2 separate regions of the Mus musculus genome follow, and region 2 is linked to region 1. A link is a contact called in public HiChIP or PLAC-seq data. All regions are on one chromosome and are shown on one strand. Each heading gives the region's core, a stretch centred on a gene start, on an enhancer-like site or on the middle of the called end of the contact. The rest is flanking DNA. Distances are from core to core; before and after follow the strand shown. Region 1 overlaps Carmil1 (capping protein regulator and myosin 1 linker 1). Region 2 overlaps Carmil1 (capping protein regulator and myosin 1 linker 1).

Region 1 (5,190 bases), core at 1,726-4,225:
CAACTCTCAAGGGGACCCACAAAAAGTTGTGTTTTTTTAAATTACATTCTGTTATAAAAATAAGCTGTCAGACATTAGGTAGAACATCATAAATTGGTGTAAAGAAAGCTTGAAGTCTGTGTTACTTGTTCATAATTTTAAATGTCAAGTAAATTACAAGGCTTGAACTAAAAAAAAAAAAAAAAAAAAAAACCACCTTTCTTTCTCCACTTCTTGTTCCCTATAAGCAACTTGTTTATTCCGTTAACTGTTTACTTGGCTCCCACTTTCCCTAAGAATACTTCTCATCCCTAGTTTTCAGTTTTCAGTCGTAATTCTGTCAACATCTGACTACAGAGGATGGTAGTGCATCCTCTCTGACCCTGCTGAATTCCCTCTCTCTTCCTCTCCTTCTCCTCTTTCCCTTCCTCCCTCTCCTTCCCTTTCTCCCTCCCCTTCTCTCCCCTCCCTAACTTTCTTCATTTAATTATATGATAATTTTTATTAGCTAATTATTCAGTGGTTGCTTCAGTGTGCTTCATTCTAGCCCTGTATTTACTACCCTTGTTGTGCGTGGTATGCCGTGGTCACATGTCCTCTGGTATAGATGCTGTCTCCTCTGAAATTCATCCTTTTCTGTTTACTTAGTTTCCCCCACAGTGCTCTCCTTTATTCCCTTCCTTAAATCTCCTGTGAGAGCACACATCTCTCAGTCCACTCTCATCTGGGCTTTGTGGACACATCTCACACCTGTGCCCCGCAGGTCCCAGCGCTCTGGCATGGGGGCAGGGGAGGAGGCATTTCCTTCATCCTCTGTAAGTGAATTCCCTTCACCACCTCCCTGAGTCTTGTCCGTTTCTCAGAGTCTCACCCTTGTTTTGGTGGAGTGCCTCCAGTGGTTACTTCCTAAGAAAGCAGTGTTAACAATGTGTTTCTATAACGTTAAGACCCCCCAATTTAGCTGATCATATTCCTGGGTATTGAATTGTGTAAAGCATTTTGCTTTAGAATGCTGAAAACACTGCTCCTTAATTTTCTAACTTCTAGAATTTTCCCCAAAGAACCTAGTGTCATCTTGAGTCCTGATCCTTTGTTTGTGACATGATTTTGTTTTGTTTTGTTTTGTTTTGTTTTGTTTCCTCTTCTCTGGAAACATTTTTGTATTCTTGGACACCAAAGTTTTATGGTGCTGTATTCCAAAGCGGGGGTGCAGTTTTGCTATTGCAGTTTGTTGGCACATATCACGTAAAGTGACTCTCAAAATCATGCCCATTGGTTCTTTGGGTCTTGAATTGTTTCTTTTGTAAATCTCTTCTGTTTCCTCAGTACACTTTCTGTTAAACATCTTTTATCCAATCCATTGTTTCCTGTTAATCTATTCACTCTCTCCTCCTCTCTCCCGGTTTCTTATTCTCATGTTGTGCTGTTTAACCTTAAATGTCCCACTTCTGTCACATTTTGCTTATATTTCTGTTTTGTGGCTTGGCTGTGTCACATACCCTCACTTGCACTGTTTCTCTGGTTCACCCTGCAAGCCATGAGTTTGGGATAGGCTGGGCATTGTTGACCCGGTGGCTTGAAAAGTGGAAATAACACTCAGTGAATCTTGGCTTTCAGCCAGTCCTGCTCATGCCAGTGCAAGCTTCCCACTCACTTCCACTTCCAGAAGTACCCTGCTCTGCTGTCTACAGCCCCAGAGGGCACTTCAGGAAGTCACCTGCTCTGCCCTCTACAGCCCTGAGGCCACTTCCGGAAGTACCATGCTCTGCTCTCTGCAGCCCCTGAGGTTCTAGCTGCTCCTGGACCCCTAGTTTTTATTTCAGGCGCTCAGATCCATGAAGCTATTTTGTGCTCACTGGGCTTCCAAGTAGTGTTCTTATTCTCACCAGGGTGGTGTGGGTTTTTTGTTGTTCTTCCTTTGCATTTATCCTTTTTTCCAGTGTTGATGGAGTTTCTGAGGAGCTATGGGGAGACCCTGTCTCCAGCTTTGAGCAGCTGGTCCCTTGTGGCATTCATTCTGGTTGGTTTTTGTTTGGTTGGTTGGTTGGTTTGGGTTTTTTTTTTTTTTTTTTTTTTTGGTTTGGTTTTTCCCCACTTCCCAAGTTTTAATGTATCCCAAAATTTAAGCTTATTCTGTCTAGTTTTGTTTTTAGATACAGCGTCTCCTGTAGCCCAACTAACCTTGAACTTCATATAGTTAAGGCTGATCTTGAACTCCTGACCCTCCTACTCCATCTCATAAATACTAGAGTCACAGGTAGTGCTCTACCAGCTCCCTGGCCTTGAGTCTTTTTGTTGTTGTTATTGTTGCTTCTTTCAGCAATGTATTCCATTTAATCAACGATCCAAATATTTGCCAGGATTAAGCACTAAGTGTTGGATTTCACCAATTACCTAATAATTACTGATGGTCAAGGAAGCCCTTTTCAGTGTGCCTCAAATTAAATAAAGCAGTTGCCAAATTATGTCCCAAGATACCCCAAGACAGTTCACCGTTAAGTGTTTAATTCTTACAAAGCACAAGTCTGTCTTCAATCCTGCCTGACTCCCTTCGATTCACTCATAGTCTGTGCGTTTCGTTTCCTCTTTGGTAGCTGTGCCGGAAGATCCTCAGTTTTTGTGTTTCTAAGCCCAGGCTTAACCTTTTAAATGCTACAGGATATGGCTGTTTGTTGATAAGTTTCTCAGGGAACTTGTCTTTATAGCCAAGCCAACACTGTCTATGACTTGGCTGTGGTTGCAGGAGGTCATCCTCGCGCTCCTCAGATGCCCACGAACTCGGGGAAGGAGATGAGAAGAAAAAACGGGACTCTCGGAGGAGTGGCTTCCTCAACCTGATTAAATCCAGGTCCAGATCTGAGCGGCCACCCACAGTCCTGATGACGGAAGAGCTCTCCTCCCCGAAAGGGGCAATGCGGAGCCCACCAGTGGATACCACCAGGAAGGAGATAAAGGCAGCGGAGCACAATGGTGCTCCAGACCGCACAGAAGAGATTAAGACACCGGAACCCCTGGAGGAGGGTCCAGCAGAGGAAGCTGGCAGGGCTGAGCGCAGTGACAGCAGGGGCAGCCCGCAGGGTGGCCGGCGCTATGTGCAGGTGATGGGCAGCGGCCTGCTGGCCGAGATGAAGGCCAAGCAGGAGCGGAGGGCAGCATGTGCACAGAAGGTGAGGAAGGGGTTTGTACGTTTGCTTCGTTGGGGAAAGAGATATAGAAAAATAGCTTGTTGGTTAGATGGAAATATAAATTCTGGATGCCCAAGAGATGGCTCTGTGGTTATGGGCACTTGTTACTCTTATAGAGGACCCTGGTTCCGTTTTTTAGCATGCACATGGTGGTTCAGAACCATCAGTAACGTCAGTTCCAGGGGACCAGACGCCGTCTTCTTAAGGGCCCCAGATACACAGGCGTTGCATACACATGCATATACATACACATGCAAGGAAAACACTCATAAAATAAATCTTACAAAGAAAGTGTTTAGAAATGTAACACCTAAAGATTTATTCCCAAAGAATTCAGAGTCCAGATTCCGAACTCCTGGCTCGTCTTCCCTGCCCCAGGCCCGGCTTTGTTTAATATGTTAGTTGTTTTGGGACAGGGTCTCACACAGTAGCACAGGCTCGCCTCAAACTCGCTTTGTGGTTCAGGTTGGTGTCAGATTTTCTGTGTAGCACTGGGTGGCCCCAAACCCTTGGTGGTCCCCCCGACTCAGCCCCTGTGCCTTCTTTGAGGTTATTGCCTAGCTCATAGCTATACACTCTTGAGAGCCAAGGGGCTTTAAAGGTATGCCCCACCTTTGGCTTCCCTGTGCTTTTGGTAGAAGCCTGCAAGTACTGGTCCCCAGATAGGACTGGCCCTGGCGAATCTGAGCAGAGATGCTGAAGGTGGCTAGAGATGGCAGAACCAAGAGACAAAAAGACCAGGTGGCAGGCAGAGCCGGTAAAGGCCTATTGCGTCCCCATGTCGTTCATAGCTTAAGCTCTTTCCAGGCTTCAAAGTCCTTTCCCATATTCTCCATTTAAATTTCAAAAGAAAAAAGTCAGGGTCTCCTGTTAGAACGGATTGATTACTGAGTCCACTGTTGCTGCTGTGGAGGAAGCAACACCAGTAGAAGTTGCTAAGTCCCAAGGATGAGCATATAGCTTAGTGGTCAAACGCTGGCCTGGCATGTGTGAGGACCTGAGTTCTCTCTCCAGCACACCAAAGGAAATTTTTGAAAAAGGAAAAGAAAAATGTTGAGTTTCCTCAAAATTCAGCTTAAAGACGGTTCACCTCCCTCCCTTGAAGCTTTGTGGTACTGGAGATGAAGCCCCGCCCACAGGGCCTGCACAAGTTCATCCGTCAACCTCCACCCAGCTGCGTTAACTGTTTTGAGTCTCTTTTTTGGAATTTTGTCTTTTTTCTTCTATAGCTTCTTTTTTTTTTTTTTTTTTTTTTTTCCATTTTTTATTAGGTATTTAGCTCATTTACATTTCCAATGCTATACCAAAAGTCCCCCTTACCCACCCACCCCCACTCCCCTACCCACCCACTCCCCCCCTTTGGCCCTGGCGTTCCCCTGTACCGGGGCACACAAAGTCTGCGTGTCCAGTGGGCCTCTCTTTCCAGTGATGGACGACTAGGCCATCTTTTGATACATATGCAGCTAGAGTCAAGAGCTCAGGGGTACTGGTTAGTTCATAATGTTGTTCCACCTATAGGGTTGAAGATCCCTTTAGCTCCTTGGGTACTTTCTCTAGCTCCTCCATTGGGAGCCCTGTGATCCATCCATTAGCTGACTGTGAGCATCCACTTCTGTGTTTGCTAGGCCCCGGCATAGTCTCACAAGAGACAGCTACATCTGGGTCCTTTCGATAAAATCTTGCTAGTATATGCAATGGTGTCAGCGTTTGGATGCTGATTATGGGGTGGATCCCTGGATATGGCAGTCTCTACATGGTCCATCCTTTCATCTCAGCTCCAAACTTTGTTTCTGTAACTCCTTCCATGGGTGTTTTGTTCCCACTTCTAAGGAGGGGCATAGTGTCCACACTTCAGTCTTCATTTTTCTTGAGTTTCATGTGTTTAGGAAATTGTATCTTATATCGTGGGTATCCTAGGTTTTGGGCTAGTATCCACTTATCAGTGAGTACATATTGTGTGAGTTCCTTTGTGAATGTGTTACCTCACTCAGGATGATGCCCTCCAGGTCCATCCATTTGCCTAGGA
Region 2 (5,190 bases), core at 1,030-3,529, 69 kb before region 1:
TGTGTGTTCGAGAATGCACGCACATACACACACACACACACACACACACACACACACAAACACACTGATCAAGATTTGTCTTCTGGTAGCTTGTTAAAACAGCTGTCAGGGTTAATATTCTATAGAGATTCTTTTAAAGTTTGATCATATTGTTGACATACTCATTCAGCTAATATGTATTTCAATCCTACTGTGAGCTTAGTCCTCCTTGTTCGTAGAGGAGACTGTCACACTCAGGATGGTTTTGGTGGTAAGTCCACAGTGTTTCAGGTTTTAAGTGTTGTTGACCTTTGCACACGTAGAGTGGCTATACAGTGGCCACCTTTGCACACGTAGAATGGCTATACAGTGGCTACTTTGGAGCTCTCAGTGTGTGCACACGTCCTGAGAATTGCTGGAAGGACAAACTCTCAAGGAACTGGCAGGAAGTGATCCCTTCTTTTCCCACATTCCCTGTGCCCTCAGACTCTTTGGGGGCAGAGATCCTTTCCCTGGGTGGAGCATTGGGGACAGGTAGGAAATGCCCACAAGGAGATGTTTAGTGTGTGCACTGTCTGCCCTGTGTTCTGCTCACTGTCTCTTTCCTTCCTGCTGCTCAGCTTTGAGTTCATCATGAGGTCTGACTTTTTTTCCATTTATCTACTCTGTGTTTGTGTGTGTGTGTGTGTGTGTGTGTGTGTGTGTGTGTGTGTCTGAGTAAACACATCTTGCAGGAACTGGTTCTGTCTATGACCTTGAGTTACGGGGTTGAACTCAGGTCATTGGACCTGAGAGCAGGTGCCTTTGCCCACTGAGCCTCTGTTCTGTAGACCTGAAGAACTGCTTGTGTACATGTGGCACCAGGTGTTCTCGATGGCATCAGACTTCATAGGACTCCACTGCCTATGTCAGTGAAAGCAATGTATTTCCTTAAGAGTGTTGATATTCGGGGCAGTGAATCTACTCTTCTCAATTTATAGAAGAGAGATGAATGTGCCCTGGTCCTGCAGGTGGCTGGACTGCCAGGATTCTGGACATAGCTACAAGATGTGAGCCTTCTTATCTCCAGGGTGTTTATCTTCACCTGTATACTCTGTTAGGTGACTTAATAAACTGGTATTACTCTCATTTCACCTTCTGGAATACAGTAGGGCCAGACTCCATCACTGTCTATTCCTTAGGGAAAGCTAGCCTCACTGTGCTACGCTAGTAACAATCACATAGTAATATTCAAACGTTCATTAATGCAGTTTTCAAGCAGATGCAGGTGGGGATTTATCTATGATGAACAAAATTTGATTTCAGTGTGCAATTAGGTGGGCTGTGGGTTTATTTGCATAGGAATAGTAGTGTTTTCAAGGATTGCTTTTATGGTAGAGTCACCTCCTGTCAGACAGAAGAATGCAGAAGTGTCACGTGCCCCCTGTTGTCAAAATGCAGTTGGCATTTTCAAAAACTGAGAGAGTGTCTGGTCCCTGGCTGGTGTTTCAGAAAAGGTTGAGTTTTCAGGCTTTATTCTGTGTCTTGCTCTCTCTCTCTGTGTGTGTGTGTGTGTGTGTATGTGATTGCTTTGTGTATGTGTGAGAGTGTGCCATTGTGTGCACGTTACTGATCTGCATGTGAAATTGTGCCTAATAAGTGTGTTTCCTTTCCTCAGAGCGCTGCTCTTGGGCCTGGCCTGCAATCATAGCCTGAAGGGAGTCTCTCTGGATCTCAGCAACTGTGAGGTAAGGCCGCCCTGACGGCACTGGAAGAGATAACAGCCTCCAAATTGTTTCTGCATTCTTCCTGGGCAAGTGTAATATTGTGATTCCATAGGGAGAAGTGAAGCAGAAAAAAGTTATTATGCAAGTTTCACATGTTCTGTGTTTTGCAATTTTATCTACAAGTCGCCACAGAACACCTTTCCAATAACATTCGCGTGTGCTTTTAATGACATTCCCCTCATTCTTAGCGCCTGTTGCCTGAGTGTTTTATGATGTGTCCCCTGGATACAAAGCCATCAGCTAGCTTCGAATCATGAAAAGCAGTGCACCATATTGGTTTCAGGGGACCAATGCTTAGAGCTGAGCTTGGATTTGTAGGGTGTAAAACAGAATGGCTATCTTCTTAGTAACTCTTTAATATCTTGGTTTAAGTCAGGAACATCAAAATATCCCTTGAAATTATGAAGCAGCCCTGAACAATTCCAGTAGAGGAGCCCTCAGAGAAGAATCAAGGCTAAATACCTATGTGTTAGAGGAGACCTAGACTTTGCTCATTTTGAAACTATCAATTCAAGTGGACATTAGGAAGAGAAGCCCCAGCTACAGACACTTGCCTGCTCTGAGCCTCACTTTGCCCAGCGTGCCCTCTTCATGTCTTCTTCCCAGCAGAATTCAGTCTCTGTTCCTGTTTGTGCCTTTAGGAATGCAGTGCTGTGGTCTCTGCTAAACCTCTTCTTTCTCAAGGCTTTTGTCCTGGAGGGTTGAAACCAAGGCCAGACTTCCTTATAAATCTGTCAGACTGTGTCATCCTAGGCAGACTGGCTGATGTGTTAGTCACTTTGCTCATTGCTGTGACAAATATCTGACAAAAGGAACTTCGAGAAGGAAGGTTTGGTTTCAGGTCCCTGTTTAAGGCTGTCATCATCTCAGGATGCAGAGGACCAGGCAGCTGTCCCATTGCAGCCATAGTCAGGAAGCAGAGAGCAGTGAGTACTGCTGCTGTTTGTTTTCTGCTTGTAATTAAATTCAGGACCCACAATTTACAGCACGCTGCTGCCTGCATCATGTGCGACTTTTTCCCTTAGTTAAACTGAACTGGGAATGCCTCAGCACACATGCCCCAAGGGAGCCTTCTAGGTGATCCCAGACCCAGCTTGGCTTGATAGATGGCTCATCTGAGCCATCACCAATGATGTCACTGAATCTCAGTGTGTGTGTGTGTGTGTGTGTGTGTGTGTGTGTGTGTGTGATGGAAGAAGGATTAGTATTCCCCTAGGAAGCTGTCACCATATCTGAAGGACTGTGTGTGTGTGTGTGTGTGTGTGTGTGTGCGTGCGTGCGTGTGATGGAAGAAGGATTAGTATTCCCCCCCTAGGAAGCTGTCACCATATCTGAAGGAGTGTGTGTGTGTGTGTGTGTGTGTGTGTGTGTGTGTGTGTGTGTGATGGAAGAAGGATTAGTATTCCCCTAGGAAGCTGTCACCATATCTGAAGGAGTGTGTGTGTGTGTGTGTGTGTGTGTGTGTGCGTGCGTGCGTGTGATGGAAGAAGGATTAGTATTCCCCTAGGAAGCTGTCACCATATCTGAAGGAGTTCTTTTTGGAAACGTACCCCAAGTCATCCCCTCTGGCTGTGTCTCTGCCTGCCACACTCCTTCCTTGATATGCAGCACTCACACAATTATACATTTGGCTCTTGTTTGCTTTCCTAGCCAGGTTGTGGCTTTTAAGAGGGCAGTATTTATGTAATATGTGGCCCCCCCTTATTGCTTCACAAAATGCCAGGCAGACATATGTGAAGTTGACAAACTTGGAATTGTTCCATACAAAGTTTTAGTGATGGATTTTGTCCTTAGTTTTGGTGTGAAGGTCACTATTAAGATCTTATTGTTTCAGAAAAGCAAAACTCCACAAAAGCTAAAAACCAAGACCCTAGAATACTAGTTTTGAGTAATGGAGCTGTGAATGTGATCTTTGGCCCTCAGCTTATAAAGATAGATGTGAGGTAGAAACCAACTCCAGCAGCAGAAACCGTTTCTCTTATTCACATTTTGCTGACGTCAAGAAGCTGCTAAGGGTCACCCCCTAAGGAACAGGAAGTTGGTGAGACTGCTATGACCAAACACAGGCCAACTATATTAGCTCTGACTCAACGGTGGCTTTTCCAGCCTGATAAGGCATTCTTTCTCCTTGATCAAGCTGTGACAGGCATGAGTGATCTGCTGACCCCATATACGTATCTAAAATATTTGAAGCAATCCAGCTCTCTGATGGAGCTCTCTTAATACCAACATTGGCAATCATTAGAACATTCATTATGATTAGTTATTTTTGTCTCAGCTATTTTGAGGCAAGACCTTGATCAAAGACTCCCAGGTAGACCTGGTTTAAAACTTGTTCTTAATGTCTTCTTGTGTTTTTAAAATATTTATAAGGTAATATTAGGTCAACCATATAAAATAATTTTGTAAGTTAAAAATGTCAGATAGGCCAGGCATGGTGGTGTACCCCTGAAATCCAAGCATTAGGAGAATTGAGGATACATTTGAGGGCAGGGGGATCACAGAGTTTCTCAAAGGTAGACCTTTAAGCTTCTAGTTTTCTTTTTATGATAATGGGAATCCAGATCAAATGATTAATTTTGACAGTGGGAATGACCTTTGTTATGATAATTTTACCTTAATTTGGGTCTTTCATTTATGGTTATCAGAAAATTTACAATGCCAATAAACAAGCCTTATAGTATCATACATAGCCCTATGTTCTTCCATGGTTTTATAGCTAGAGTTACAGGACCAGTGACCACGCTTCTAGCTATGTGTTAAAATGCTGCTCATTAAAATTGGTGAAGCACAAAATTCTTTTCTAAGTAGTTACAGTGTTTTGTTCACACTTACTTCCTAAGGCTAGATGTCCACATGTAACTGGATTTCAGTTTCTTCCTCTTCATGGTATAGTCAACTTCCCCAAAGGGTTTTGGGAGTTACAGGATAATCTGTGTTGGGACACTCGCTGTTTTCAAGGTTTAACTATCAGGTTCCTGTTTTGGGTACTAGTTTATGCATTGCTCTCAGAAAGAAACTTTCCTTAATGTAGACACACTGTTTAGACATTAATTTCTTCATGTCTGTATCTTAAGCAGAGCTTTCTTCAATCTTAGAGTGCTAGTCAGAAGCATGGAAGAATTTCACACAACTATGATCAGATAAATACAATTTTAAAAAGTTTTGAAAGACGTTAAATTTTGTGAGACAGGGTCTCTTGTAGACTAGCCTATATACTCGGATTTGCTTCATAGCCAAGGATAACATAGAACTTCTAATCCCAAGGAAAGCATGTGTTCCTGTAAGCATGTGTTGTCACACTTACGTCCCTATTAGATATATGCTTGAATGTTAGATTTGACTTTTCACTTAGGACTGAGGCGTGTACAGTGCTCCGCCACCTGAGCAAGAGGACAGTCTTGTGAGGAAATGCAGTTAAATCCTTCAGTGATGCTGGAGCACT

What was found. HiChIP or PLAC-seq counts read pairs in DNA pulled down with a chosen protein or histone mark.
Region 2: an H3K27ac HiChIP or PLAC-seq map of microglia shows a contact between it and region 1, with 5 times the contacts expected there. The contact joins two enhancer-like sites. A contact is called at or near these places in 1 of 39 promoter capture datasets (hippocampal neurons), 16 of 484 Hi-C or Micro-C datasets (the 3T3-L1 cell line, 3T3-L1-derived adipocytes, the C10 cell line and 11 more), 5 of 115 datasets of contacts at active chromatin or transcription factors (bone marrow-derived dendritic cells, bone marrow-derived macrophages, embryonic fibroblasts and 2 more) and 3 of 9 other capture datasets (adipose tissue, liver and pancreatic islet).

The regions. Positions count from the first base shown.
Region 1 is chr13:24,034,141-24,039,330 of GRCm38.p6, reverse strand. It overlaps Carmil1 (capping protein regulator and myosin 1 linker 1), which reads left to right. Exons shown (of 38, transcript NM_026825.3): 34 at 2,723-3,146. Among named protein-coding and RNA genes, the nearest start is that of Scgn, 46 kb to the right of the region's middle. Within about 2 kb of position 2,975, at least 12 of the 459 cell types and tissues checked have an H3K27ac peak or open chromatin away from gene starts, as enhancers often do. A contact at or near this core is called in bone marrow-derived macrophages and microglia, where this site is marked.
Region 2 is chr13:24,102,825-24,108,014 of GRCm38.p6, reverse strand. It overlaps Carmil1 (capping protein regulator and myosin 1 linker 1), which reads left to right. Exons shown (of 38, transcript NM_026825.3): 17 at 1,637-1,706. Among named protein-coding and RNA genes, the nearest start is that of Gm33573, 74 kb to the left of the region's middle. Within about 2 kb of position 2,279, at least 52 of the 459 cell types and tissues checked have an H3K27ac peak or open chromatin away from gene starts, as enhancers often do. A contact at or near this core is called in bone marrow-derived macrophages and microglia, where this site is marked.